2 separate regions of the Podarcis muralis genome follow, and region 1 is linked to region 2. Evidence: chromatin contacts called from public Hi-C data. All regions are on one chromosome and are shown on one strand. The core of a region is the stretch at or near the end of the contact, and the rest is flanking DNA. Distances in the headings are between cores, read along the strand shown.

Evidence for each region. A called contact is a pair of places that touch in the nucleus more often than the background predicts.
Region 1: a contact with region 2 is called in a Hi-C map of blood, with 4 times the contacts expected there. The contact joins the promoter of KCMF1 here to the promoter of LOC114587396 in region 2. A contact is called at or near these places in 2 of 3 Hi-C or Micro-C datasets (blood and tail).

Annotation. Positions count from the first base shown.
Region 1 is chr17:11,234,000-11,237,169 of rPodMur119.hap1.1, reverse strand. It overlaps KCMF1 (potassium channel modulatory factor 1), which reads left to right and starts at 1,358. Exons shown (of 7, transcript XM_028712983.2): 1 at 1,358-2,003. The coding sequence starts at 1,988.
Region 2 is chr17:11,067,300-11,070,317 of rPodMur119.hap1.1, reverse strand. It overlaps LOC114587396 (transcription factor JunD-like), which reads right to left and starts at 1,302. Exons shown (of 1, transcript XM_028711571.2): 1 at 1-1,302. The coding sequence starts at 831.

The DNA.
Region 1 (3,170 bases), core at 109-2,608, 170 kb before region 2:
AATTCTAGTGGATTTCAAGACATAAATATATGTTTTTTTTTTGGGGGGGAGGGGTGCTCTTTGGTTTAAAAAACCCACACAATTACCGGTACCCACAGCCAGGGCAGAAAACTGATCAAGAGTAACAGTGTGAGAGGGGAAATTAGCAAACAGGGAGGAGTAGCCAATGTCACAGAAGACATAATTGGGATTCAATGTGACCTTAACAGATTGGAGAGGTTCTACACTTAGGCAGCAAGAACCAACTGCACAAATATAAGATGAGAGACACCTAGATTGCCAGTAGTACATATGTGAAAAGGATCTAGGGGTCTTAGTAGATCACAAGCTTTGCATGAATCCACAGTGTGATGCAGCAGCAAAACAAGCTAATGCTGTTTTAGGCTGCATCATCAAGAAGTATAGAGTCCAGATCAAAGGAAGTCATAGTACTGCTCTATTCTGCCTCAGTGAGACCACACCTGGATTACTGAGTCCAGTTCTGGGCAGTGGCGTAGCGTGGGGGGTGCAGGGGGGGCCGGCCGCACCAGGCGCAATATCTGGGGTTAGGGCAAATCCACAGGTTAGGGGGCGCAAATTACTTGCCTTGCCCCGGGTGCTGACAACCCACGCTACGCCACTGGTTCTGGGCACCACAATTTAAGAAGGATATTGACAAGATGGACCTTGTGCAGATGAGGGTGACCAAGATGATCAAGGGTCTGGAAACCAAGCCTTACCAAGGAATGGTTGAGGGAGTTGGGTATGTTTAGCCTGGATAAGAGGAGACTGAGAGGAGATATGATAGCAATTTTCAAATATCTCAAGGACTTGTCACATGGAAGATGGTGCATGTTTTTCTTTTCCTGCTCTGGAGGCTAGGACATGAACCAATGGATTCAAGCTACCAGAAAAAGGAGATTCCTACTAAACACCAGGAAGAGCTTTCTGACAGGAAGAGCTGTTCAATAGCGGAACAGACTCCCAAAAGAGGTGGCAAGACTCTCTTTCCTTGGAGGTTTTTAAGCAGAAGTTAGATGGCCACCCGCCATGCCTAATTTAGCTGACATCCCTGCATTGCAGGGGGGTTGAACTAGATGACCCTCAGGGTCCCCTTCCAACCATTCTCTGATTCCAATTCTTCAAACGAACGGTTGTTGTAGCCGCCCAGAGGGGGGAAAGCGCGTTTTGTGAGGGAAAAGAAGGCGGTTTTGTGAGGGAAAAGGACTGAGAGCCGAGAGCGGGTCTGAGGTGCGTGAGGGGAAGGCGAGACCCTCCTCCCCTCAGCCGCCCGGCCGGCTCTTTCCTCCCTCTCTGGCCCGCTGTGTTATTTCCTCTTCCTCTCGGCGGGCGGGAGGAGAGACAGAGAGAAGGGGAGGTAGGCTAGGCAGGCCGGGCTAGAGGAGGAGGAGGAGGAGGAAGAGGCAGCGGCGCTGTTACCGCCGAGCGTGGTGGTAGGACGACGACGACGACGGACGACGTGGGGAGGGGAATAGACCAGGGAGACCGACGAGACCCGCCGCCGCCGCCGCTGCTGTCGTCGTCGGGCGGGAGGGCGGCGCTAGGAGCTGGCGGGGCCCTGAGCGAGCTTACAGAGTCACCGTGTCACGGCGGCGGCACCCGCCCGCCCGCCCGCCTGCTTGCTGCCTCCCGGGAAGGCGGGGAGGGAGGAACTGCAGCCGCCGCCGCCACCATCCCGGAGAGGCCTCACCATCACTACTACTACGAGCGCCGCCGTCGCCGCCGGAGTCGATTCGCCTCCCTCCGCCCGCCCGCGCCGAAGCGAGCCGCCTCCTGCACACGGAGGGGGTGACTTGGGAGAGGCTAGGCCCAGCCTCGAGCCTCGCCCGGGCCCAGGCTGCGGAGCCGGTGCCGGACAGCCAAGACCGGGGGTGGGTGGGTGGGTGGGTGGGGAGGGAAGTGGGGGGGGGGAAGGGAACTGGAGCCCGGGACGGGCCTGGGCTGGGCCGGGCCGGGCCGCTGCCGCCGCCTTCTCCTCTGAACTAGGATGTCCCGACATGAAGGTGAGTGAGTGCGGGGCCGCTGCTGCTGCTGGCCGGGCCTGGGCGACACCGGGCGGGGGATGGGGAGAAGGAAAGGGAGCCAAGGAGAGAGGTGGATCATCATGGCGCCGCCGACGCTGCACTAGGAGGGGTGGCGGTAGTTCGCAAGTCGGCAGCGGAGCCGGGCCTCGGGTAGCAGCCGCAGCCGGCGGTGGCGGGAGAAGGGCGGGCCGGAGCTGCTTTGCATTGTCATGGGGCCTCTGTCCGTTACGGCTCCCTTTTCGTCCCGGACCAGGAGGTGGCCTGAACTGCGGCCTAAAAAAAAAAACGAGGCCCAGGCGGTTGTGGGCGCCTCAGAGCCTGGCCTGGCTTTGGCCCCGCCCTAAGGGGGGGGGGAAATATAGTAGTTATGGGGTGAATGAATGCCGCCCCGTTTCCTGGGACGATCTGCGCCTTTATGGCGGGCGTGATTTGATACGGAGGGGAAGAGTGGATGTGAGCGAGCCAGGCCCAGCTGGCAGGGCAGGGAAGCCCATGGCTTGGCGGGGTTGGGGGGAGAATAGGAAGGGTGGGTTTTAGGGGCAGGCTTGCATTGCCGGACAGAGTTGGGGGTTGTTGTGGGGCACGTGGGAATGGCGTACATAAGGCTTCAGGGCTAACGGCAAGTGAGCGCTTGGGACTGGAGCCGGAGAGGGAAGCTACATTTCGGTGCCTAGGCTTGGTGAACCAAGAGGAAGGGAGAATGGCAGGTAGGGGTGGCTATGCGCAAGGAGAGGATGTTGGGAAAGAAGTGGGGGCAACGCAGAGGGAGGACAAATGTAGTTTGGCACTGTATTGCCGAAGGAAAATGGATGCATGCTCGTCAAAGTTATGGGTGGGGTGGACGATGATTAAATGGTGGAGAAAAACTGGCAGCAGTACCAGTGGGGATATATGCCTGGCGAGGAGGGTAATGTATGGGTACCAGAAGCCTGAAAAGTACACAGAGGGCACTTTGTATATGTTAATCTGGTAAGAGAAATGTGCACACAGAGTTGTGCCGAAGTGAAGTGTGGACATGTGAGGAAGTGAGTTTTGAAGAGGAAGTTGAAACTGGGAACACTTCAGAGTTGGTGTGACTTGCAGCATATGCTTCAGGGAATTCTTATTTTGGATGGCAGAGAAAGGCTTGCCATGGGTGGTAGCCAT
Region 2 (3,018 bases), core at 53-2,552:
AGCTCTGCCCGTCGAGCCGGGCGCTGGAAGGCGAGCCACGACTTGGGGAGGGAAAAAAGTGCCGCCGGCCGAGGGGCTGGCCGGGTTGAAGCCGCCCAAGGTGGTGTAGACGGCGGGCGACTCCTGGCGGGACGGAGGGCAGCAGGGCCCCCCCGGGTGGGCGGTGGGCGAGAGGGGCGCCGGAGACACGCCGAGCAGCTGGTTCTGCTTGTGCAAGTCGGCCAGGGCTTTCACGAAGCCGTCGGCGAAGCCCTCCTGCTCCTGCGTCACCGCCTGCTGCTGGGCGGAGGGCTGCGGAGACCGGTACAAGAAGGAGCCCCCGGCCGCCGCCGCCACCGAAGGCCCTCCGCCGCCGGGGCTGGCCGGACCGGCCAGGCCAGGGCTGCCCGCTTGGATCAGCAGCTGCTCTAGGTCGGCGGCCGCCGGCAGCTTCAACAGAGGCTGCAGCACGCCCGAGCCCACCTCCTGGCCGACTCCGGGCGCGTCGGGGATCAGGCGGTGCACGGCGTTGCTGGTGCCGCCCCGGGGGCGCAGCGAGGTGAAGGGACCGGTGGGCGGCAAGGCAGCGCCGGGGGTGGCAGCCGCCGCCGCCACCAAGTCCCGCTGCTGCTGCTGCTTCTTCCCGACCAGGAGCAGCTTGTGCTGTTGGTCCGCCGCGCTTTCCTCGGCCGGCTCCAGCCCCGCAGGTCCCGCTGCGCCGGGCCCGCCCGCGAAGCCCGGCAGTTGCACGAAGTCCGGGAGCAGCTCCAGCCCGTCCTCGCCGTAGAAGGGGGCCACCTCCATCTTCACGGCCACGCGGGCGCCCGAGCGCCCGCCGCCGCCACTGCTCATGCTGGGTGCGACGGCGAGCGGGGCCGGAGTTGACGTCGCTGCTGCTGCTGCTGCCGCCGCCACTAACTGAAGCTCCTTCGCTCCCAGGAGGGGAAAAGAGGAGGCGCGCAGCCTCGAAGGCGCCGCCGGCGGCAGCAGACCCTCACCGGGCGCGCCCGCTCGCCGCCTCCTGCCCCAGGGCAGCCGCCCGGGGCTCGCCGCTTTCTACTTGTGGCATTTTCGGGAAGAAAACTCTTCCCACCCCCCGCCAGAGGAACTGATGTCAAAAACGCCTCGCCTTAGCAGTTCCTGCCGCTCCGCCTTTCCAGGCTGCGGCCGCGGCGGCGCTCACACTGCCCTCTAGGCTCCGGCGCTGCCGAGGCTGGCCGAGCGGCCTTGGGCTGGCTCGCCTGCTGCTTTTCTTTGTTTACGGAAGGCGATCGCAAGCAAAACAAAGGGAAAGGGGGCGCTGCTGCTTCTAAAGAGCTGGCATGGGAAGGTGGCATAGAGAGAAGAGAGATTAGAACAGTGCTGTAAATCTGAATGTGGGAAGGGTTCCTTTTAGATCCCCCCCCCCCCCCGTGCGCACCCATACTATAGAGAATATCTTCGGCCGCAAATCTCTTCCAAGGTGCTTTGCAGTTAATACCGCAGGCTTTTAAAGACACCTGATGACGAGTGACAGAGCACGTGCCTGCTTTACCAACCAAAAGAAAAACCTAATGCACAGAGGCATGTGGATTTAATTCCAGATCTTTAAGCATAAATGCAGGGGAAAGTACGGGAATTTTTAAGATGCTCGAAACGGTGGTCAAAGCAGGTAGGTGGACGAATAGCAGACAGACTTGTACAACCAATAACAACCAACAGCCTAAAGCCACCCCTCAACTTGATGATATTCAGGGACCACTCAGGCTGTTTTGTTGTTGCCATAGGTGAAAATTAATTTTGTCGTTCTCCTTTGATTGCAGTCCCTGTTCTCTACACTGCATAGAGGTATCTCATTTCTTCAAGTATAAGGAGTGATGGAAAAGGGAATATTGCATTCAGGAAAATAGAAGCTTAGGGAGCTGCTGCCTATCATGCCGGACCATTTGTCCATCTATGAGAGTACTATATACATGACTGGCTACAGTTTTCCAGGGTTTCAGACAAGAATTCCCCTCAGTCCTATATGCAGATGCAAGGCAGTCAGCCAGGGACCTACCAATGAGATAAGTTAAAATATGTCAAAAGCTAGGCAGAACAGAAAACATCTAAACCTTCACCTAAAAATATTTGAAGGAGCCAATCTAGCCTTTCTTGGGAAGAAGGTCCTTAATCAGGATGGGCCCAATAAAAAGACACACATCCCAGCCAACTTCATCACTCTTGCCAGCAAAATCAGGGCAGGGCTTCCAAATATGAATGCAATTGATGGATAGTTTATACAGGAGGAGGTGGCCCTTCAAATATTCTAGTCCAGGACCATTCAGGACCTCACAGAGGTAATATAATAGCCAGTACCTTGAATTTAAACAAGGCTTTTTTGAAATGGTCAAAAAAGCAAGCACCAAATATTATTTTGGCATCAGCTGTAATTTCCCAATATTTCCCAAGGGCAGCAATATGGCACATTGCAACAATTTACCTTGGGTGTGACTAAGGCAGGTGCAGGAGTGGGCAGGTCTACTTTCTCTGTTGGGTATGTTTAGCCTGGTACAGAGGAGACCAAGAGGATAGCCGTCTTCAAATATCTAAAAGGCTGTCACATGGAGCAAACTTGTTTTCTTCTGCTCCAGAGGCTAGGACCTGAACAAATAGCTTTAAGTTACAAGACAGGAGATGCTGCCATCAGGAATAACTTTTTGACAGTAATAGCTGTTTGACAGTGAAACAGACTCCCACAAGTCTATGTTCTGCCCTCAACACCATAGTTCAGTCAGTAGAGCATGAGGGTTGTGCGTTCAAACTCCACATTGGATGAAAGATTCCTGTATTGCAATAGGTTGGACTAGTAAATTGTAAACTGTATGGTCTGGCTTAGAAGACGCACGATCCAATATTACTCCTGAAACCCTGCTGGTTGCTATGGTAGGGAGTGATTTGCTTAACACTGGCTGGTAACCCAACTTACTCCCCTCAACTGTTCCTTATAAGGCTTGGTTTCCAGACCCTTGATCATCTTTGTCACCCTCCTTAGCAGACATTCCAGCTTGTCAATACCCT